Linked DNA regions of Mus musculus: region 1 is linked to region 2. Evidence: chromatin contacts called from public HiChIP or PLAC-seq data. All regions are on one chromosome and are shown on one strand. Each heading gives the region's core, a stretch centred on a gene start, on an enhancer-like site or on the middle of the called end of the contact. The rest is flanking DNA. Distances are from core to core; before and after follow the strand shown.

What was found. HiChIP or PLAC-seq counts read pairs in DNA pulled down with a chosen protein or histone mark.
Region 1: an H3K27ac HiChIP or PLAC-seq map of embryonic stem cells shows a contact between it and region 2, with 10 read pairs. The contact joins the promoter of Ntmt1 here to the promoter of Ptges in region 2. A contact is called at or near these places in 5 of 39 promoter capture datasets (Sertoli cells, cranial neural crest, frontonasal cranial neural crest and 2 more), 8 of 115 datasets of contacts at active chromatin or transcription factors (embryonic basal ganglia, embryonic forebrain, embryonic hindbrain and 4 more) and 3 of 9 other capture datasets (adipose tissue, liver and pancreatic islet).

The regions. Positions count from the first base shown.
Region 1 is chr2:30,806,010-30,809,554 of GRCm38.p6, reverse strand. Ntmt1 (N-terminal Xaa-Pro-Lys N-methyltransferase 1) reads right to left here and starts at 1,587. Exons shown (of 4, transcript NM_170592.3): 1 at 1,472-1,587.
Region 2 is chr2:30,901,822-30,905,163 of GRCm38.p6, reverse strand. Ptges (prostaglandin E synthase) reads left to right here and starts at 1,867. Exons shown (of 3, transcript NM_022415.3): 1 at 1,867-2,074. The coding sequence starts at 1,946. It overlaps Gm52550 (a long non-coding RNA gene), which reads right to left and starts at 1,909. Exons shown (of 3, transcript XR_003954020.1): 1 at 1,845-1,909; 2 at 1,514-1,629; 3 at 690-1,136.

The DNA.
Region 1 (3,545 bases), core at 338-2,837, 95 kb after region 2:
TAAAAAAAAAAAGCCTTAAACACGGAGGCTGGAGACAAGCTCCAGTCAAGAACACCAGCTGCTCTTCCAGAGGTCCTGAGTTCAATTCCCAGCAACCACATGGTAGCTCACAACCATCTGTAATGGGATCTGATGCCCTCTTCTGGAGTGTCTGAAGACATCAAAAGTATACTTGCATACATATAACAAATTTTTTTTTTTTTTTTTTTTGGTTTTTTGAGACAGAATTTCTCTGTGTAGCCCTGGCTGTCCTGGAACTCACTCTGTAGACCAGGCTGGCCTTGAACTCAGAAATCCGCCTGCCTCTGCCTCCCAAGTGCTGGGATTAAAGGTGTGCAGCACCACTGCCCGGCAATAAATAAATCTTTAAAAAAAATCTTAAAACACAATTTTTCTCTCTGTCTTTCTGTCTGGTTTTTGAAATAGGGTTTCTCTGTGTAGCCTTGACTGTCCTAGAACTCATTCTGTAGACCAGGTTGGCCTCAAACCCAGAGATCCACCTGCCTCTGCCTCCTGGATGCTGGGATTAGAGGCGTGTGCCACCTCTGCCTAGTTCAAACATAGTTAAAAAGATCAAGTAAGGAAAACGTGTTAAAACCTCCAAATCACACAGACCCTGGTAAAGCTGGAGCCCACCTATGAGATCATGTGGCCTTTGGTCAGTCCAGAAGATGCAAACACAAGCTCCGGGTACACCCAGAACCACACACCTGCAGACTCTGACCTTTTGATTATGTGGCTCTGGCCTTCAGGAAAGCATCCCCCCTCCCCCCAACACACACACAAGCACACACACAGGAAAGCCAGCTTAAGGAAACGATGTGCCTTAAAACAGCACTTGGGAAAGGACCAAAAGTTAGGAGAGGATTTAGGCTTCTCACTTAGACCCCAGTCACTGAGTGCCCCACCCCATACATCATTGTCATCAGTTACAGCACCTGTCCTAGGCCCTTATCAAAAGGATTAAAGACCAAAATGATCACACAGTTGGTGGAGCAGCAAAGCCTGGAGCATCTGGAAAAGATGGCAGGCAGCCTTGCAGAAGAGAGGCTGACCTTGGCCTCAAGGGCTCATGACAGTAACGATGTTGGCCAGAGCTGGAGGCAGTTAAACGTGATGGCAACCCGTGCAACCAAGCACTTAACTGCGAGGACTTGAGCCAAGCACGGCGCCGATTCCACACACCAACCTTGCAGTGGCTGCTTTCCTTATCTCAGAGGGGAAACTGAGGACTGGAAAGTGATGTACGGGCGCGAGTGAAGATACGTCTTGCCAGCCTCCACCAACGTGGCTTCCTCCAACCCAATCCGTGGTCACCAGAGTCCCTGCCCAGGTCTGATCGGTGAACCTCCATGGGACGTGCACGTGGGCCAGGGCCAGGCCCAGGTCACTTGACGACGGGGCCTCACCGCTTCAGGCAGTTGGGGTGAGCACCTCCCTCCTCCCTGGCCGCGTCCCTCGCGATACTTACCTGGGTCGGGGCTCCAGGGACCCGAGAGAAAAGGACGGGTTGAGAAGGAGGCTGGCAAAGACCGTAGCCCACAGCAGCCGCCACCACTCTACCGGACCAGACACCTCGCGGCCTCTGCCTTTGTCCGCACACGTCACTTCCCCGAGCCTGGAGGGGGCTGGACTCAAGATCGCTCCGCCCCGAGGCCAGTTCACTCCGCCCCAAGACTAGCTCATCCCTCTCCACAGACAGATAGCCCCTCCCCAGGGCCAGATCGCCGCGTCCCACAGGCAGCTCACGTCCAGATCGTCCCTCCCCCACAGCCAACTCCGCCCTCTCCAGGGCCTGCTCACACCTCTCCACGCCCCCACAGCCAACCCCGCTCCACGGCCTGCTCACTCGACACGCCCAGAACTTCTCTCCGCGCGACTAACTCGCCCCTCCCCACGCCCAGCTCGCCCAAACACAAGACCAGCTAGTTCCGCCCCACGGCCAATTCGCCCCTCCCCATCGCTACCTCGCTTGTCCCCGAGGCCAGTTCACCCCGCCCCCTGGCCAGATCGCCGCACTCCAAGGTTTGATCGCCCTATTCTTCGGCCAGATCGCCTTTTCCTTCGGGATCCTAACCCAGTTTTTTGCCTACGCGCAGGGACTTCATGATGAAGGATCCACAGCTGATATCTCACACACTTGAGGGTGTAGCTCTTTTAAGACAAGAGTCCAACTGAGTTCTGGCCGTAAACTTCAGGATCCTTCTGCATCATCGACGTGGTTGCTGGGGTTACAGGCACGCGCCTCCATGCGCCACAAGGCTGGATTCTTAAAAACCAACATCATGAGAGTTTTCCACCCTAAAAGGAGAATTAAGCCGGGCGTTGTTGGCGCACGCCTTTAATCTCAGCACTCGGGAGGCAGAGGCAGGCGGATTTCGAGGCCAACCTGGTCTACAAAGTGAGTTCCAGGACAGCCAGGGCTATACAGAGAAACCCTGTCGGGGGGGGGGGGGGAGGAGGATTAAAAGCCATTGTTGCTCAAATCCACCCATGCCCACTAGTATATTAAAATAATATATCAACCCAGGAAAGAGAACAGGAAAGAAAGGCTTTGACAGAGGTAAGGATTGCCAGGCCAAATAAAGCAGAAATCTAGAAGTTTGCCCTCCTGAGGACCGCCCTTCCCTATCCACTCAGACAATCTGCACCGGGTCTTGAAGGAAAGATGAGCTTGCTGCATGCAAACCCCCTCTAACCGCCTCGGAGTTCTAAGTTGCCTCTTCTAACTGGTGGATGTAATGATTCAGCTACAATACTCTGAGGGTTAAATTTGTGGGATTTGCGAGTTTAGGCTAGAGTCTAGTGGGGCTTGCAGGCAATGAAGGTTATCATAATAAGTATTTTTGCCTTAAGCTCACCTCTGTTGGCTGACACACCGGCTGTTAGACATACTTGTCATGCCTCCTGGGCTCTGCATTACAGTAGGTGCTTAAAGTTGTGTTTTGCTTTTACTTATTCTTTTTTTTTTTTTTTTCCTTTTCTGGATCAGTGCCTTGCTAGGTAACCCAGGATGGCCTGAAACTCACAGTGATCCTCCTGCCTTTGAAATGCTGGGATTGAAAGAATGCACTACCACACCTAATGTGTATTTACACATTAATACTGAAAGCAATAGAGGCTTAGGAGGCGGAAAAATCCTACCCCCAATTGAGTCCCCACCCCAAATCTGTGCACCTAATAGTTGATAGCTACTCTGGGTTATTCTAGGTATTACCTGGTTTCAATAGTTCAAAGAGCTATTCACCACCCCAAAGTGGTGAATACTTGTAATCCCAGCACCTGGGAAGTGGAGGCCGGAAGACAAGGAATTAAAGGTTATCTTTTGCCGCACAATGAACTTAACACCAGCCTACACTACCAGAGACCTAGTCTCAAAAACAAAAGCCAAGGAGCTGAAAAGATGACTTGTGACTCAGCAGTTAAGAGTGCTTGTTGGGGCTTTAGAGATGGCTCAGTGGTTGAGGGCACTGGCTGCTCTTCCAAAGAACCTATATTCAAATCCCAGCAACCACATGGCAGCTCACAACTGTCTGTAACTCAAA
Region 2 (3,342 bases), core at 618-3,117:
CCTGTACCCACAAATAAAACCTGCTTTAGAACAACCAGACCTTTCCATGGCCAGTTCCCTGGGAGATATTTATCTCTTATCTAGTACTGCTAAGCCTTGTGTGGTGACCCTGCGCTTAGGAAACACAAACACCTTGTCAAGCATATCTTTAGTTCAGATTGTAAATCAGGGAGAAGCCACCCACAGCCCCAGCAGCAAGGATTCCCTCCTGTCAATCCAGCTAGACAGGAACCCTCTTCTGAGTAGGGGGAAACGGAGGCTCTGGTGTCCTCAGCGAGGAAGAGCTACTGCGTAGCGGGTGCTCTGTATCCTCGTTTGTAGACATGAATATTTTTCCAACTTAATCCTTTTTACACTTATTATCCATGAGTATACTCTCCAGCAGAGGACAGCCTGCTTAGGTGGATTCTATCTTCCCACCATGTAGATCTGGGAGAGAATCTCACCTATTCAAGCTGGTGGAGTGTACCTTTCCCTACTGAGCCATCTCATCAGCCCTGACTTTTGAGACAGGGTTTATTTAATATATCCTAGGCTGGCCTCACGTTCACTATGTAACCAAGGATGGCCGGACATATATCTCCAACCAAGACCCTTATAGTTCCAGCAACTGCTATGGTGTGTGTGTGTGTGTGTGTGTGTGTGTGAGAGAGAGAGAGAGAGAGAGAGAGAGAGAGAGAGACAAGATAGTCAGTTTCATTTTATAGCTAGGGAAATTGGATCAGAGCCCAGAGCTACATTGGTGCTCTAAGGACTGGCTAAGTTTACAGCCGAGTGGGGTTCAGGCTAGTTGCCCCTAGATCTCTTGCTTTGAGGCATGCATGGCAGGCTGATGGTGATGTTCCTTTGGCCTGATTACTGTTCTTTACGATCTAGCTGACTGACGAAGGGAGCGAGCAGGGAAGGTGTGTATTTGTAATTTGCTGGCAGCAGAGGCAGGGGGATGCTCGGAGCTCACTGGCCCGTCAGGCTGGCAGAATGATGAGCTCTGGAGCAGTGGAAGATCAGACCTCAAAATGTAACAGGGCCAGGCTGTACTGGTGCATGCCCTTCGTCGCAGCACTGGAAGGGCCAAAGCAGGGAGCTCTCTGAGTTCCAGGCCATGGGGGGTAGATAGTGAGGTTCTCTCTCTCTCTCTCAAAAAAGGAAAAGAGAAAAGTTAGGTGCTTAGGCTAGTGAGACCTGAATGTGACTCACATGGCAGAACAAAACCATCATCAGCAAGTTATCTTCTGACTTTCATACAGGTACTGTGGCACACAATAAATAAATAAACATAATTTTAAAAGAAATTAAAAATTAAGATGGACATTGAGAAAGTCATGTGACAGCAGCTACTGGCTTCCACGCAAAGGTGCACACACGTGAATATCCCCACCCATATGCAAATACACACACACACACACACACACACACACACACACACACGAATTGGTAATTGGGGGTCTGTGTCCTGTTAGAGGATGGCAGAAGGATCTGTCTCCTCACCTTCCATCTTGCAGAGACAACCCACCTCCATGGCTGCATGTCCAGCATTACAGCGGCCACACATTAGCATAAATGCCCTGGTTCTCACGCTCTTTCGGAAGGTGGGCATGGGTCAGTGATATGCAGACTGGGGTCGGAGACCTGATGTTAAGTGAGAAAACACTCTATGTAGTCTGAGGCTTTCAAAAGAACAATGGTCCTGAGCCAAGGATGGCGTGGGACACCTCCATTCCTCTGCTTCCCACCCCCCACCCGGACACTTGGAGCAGAAGTCTCTGGGTTCCTTCTTGACTTGAGCAGGGGGCCTGCTGCGGGTGATCAGGGTGGGCGGGGAGTGGGCGGGGGTGACCGCCTACTCAGGACTTGGCCCGCCTCCTCCTCTCCATAAGCCGCCTGTGGGACAGTCTCACTCTCAGTCCCGGTGTCCCCGAGTTGAAGTCCAGGCCGGCTAGCCGAGATGCCTTCCCCGGGCCTGGTGATGGAGAGCGGCCAGGTGCTCCCGGCCTTTCTGCTCTGCAGCACACTGCTGGTCATCAAGATGTACGCGGTGGCTGTCATCACAGGCCAGATGAGGCTGCGGAAGAAGGTACGTTCGCTGGTGGAGTGGGGGGGGGGGGGGGCGCTGGAGGAGAAGGGGATCAGCACTCTGCTGGCTTTTCCCTGCAAGAAAAGTCTAGGGACTGAAAAAACGTGGCCGAGATGTGTATGCCGGCGTGCGGTGGGAGCTGCTTCAAGGCTGCCGCCACCACAGCCCTTCTGGGAGCTGGCTTAGCCTTCAGCTCCTGAACCCTCTTGGTTTGAGAGTACTGGGGGGCTCCCTTGCGAGTGGAGCACAGGGACTCTTGACAGCGAGAGGTGTCTGGACCTGGCAGTTTCCCGGCAGGCAGGGAGATCTCATATCTGGGTGGAGTGGGAACCCGCAACGCAGGAGCCTAAGAAGTCTTTCCGTGGAAATTCCCACTCCCCATGGACGCCGCACACACTTGTGGCACCCTAGAGGGTGCCTTGAGGGACCACAGACATTCTCTGGTCCCAGTCCCGGCAAAGAAACCAAAGTAAAAGAACCTACGTGGAGCTGGTGGGAGTGGCCAGGGCTCCCAGACCCCTTCTAGGGGTCCATTGGAAGCGCCTAGAAAGTAGAAGCAGTGAATCATCTGCCCTTTACAGACACTTCCCCCTAAACCAACATCTGTCCAGCCCAGAGGCGAGGGACTCGGAGTACGGGGATGGGACGGGGTGGGCCGCTTGCCCTCCTGCCAGGTTCAGCCCCTGCCTGGGGCAGGTACTGACAGGAATGAAGGCAGGGCCACCCCTGACTGACTGACTGTCTCTCATTCTTCTGCTTTGGTTTGTCCTGGGACACAGATGCCAGGGAGAGATAGCTACATTCTGTTCTTGTCCCTTCTGTAGGGCCCCCAAAGTTGAGCACTAAGTCACCACCAGGAAGGCAGTAGGAGTTAGCTTACCCTGGTTTTCCAGTGAGTTAAGGAGAGGTCTGCCTACTATGGGATCCTTCCATCCCCTTTGAAGTTAACTCTGGCTCCCGAGCCTGACTTCCTCTAGGGCTCCTCTCCCCATGGGAGATGCAGGGGTGGAGGAAAGCCTTCTCTGCTTTGGGCCCTGGGCTCCTCTATTTCTGCCAAGTGGGACCAGGGAATCACACTCTGCATTGAGAGGACGGGAGCCGGCTCAGGATCCTCTCCCCAGCAGCCTGGAGATGTGGCTCTGAGAGGAAGCTGGAGACTTGAATGGTGAACACACCACCCATGCTGGTCCTTAAGACTGGTTCCTACTGGAATCTGCTGTGAACAGGAGCAGCCGCAGGTCTTTCCTGGAAGTGCATGCTGAGTGCCC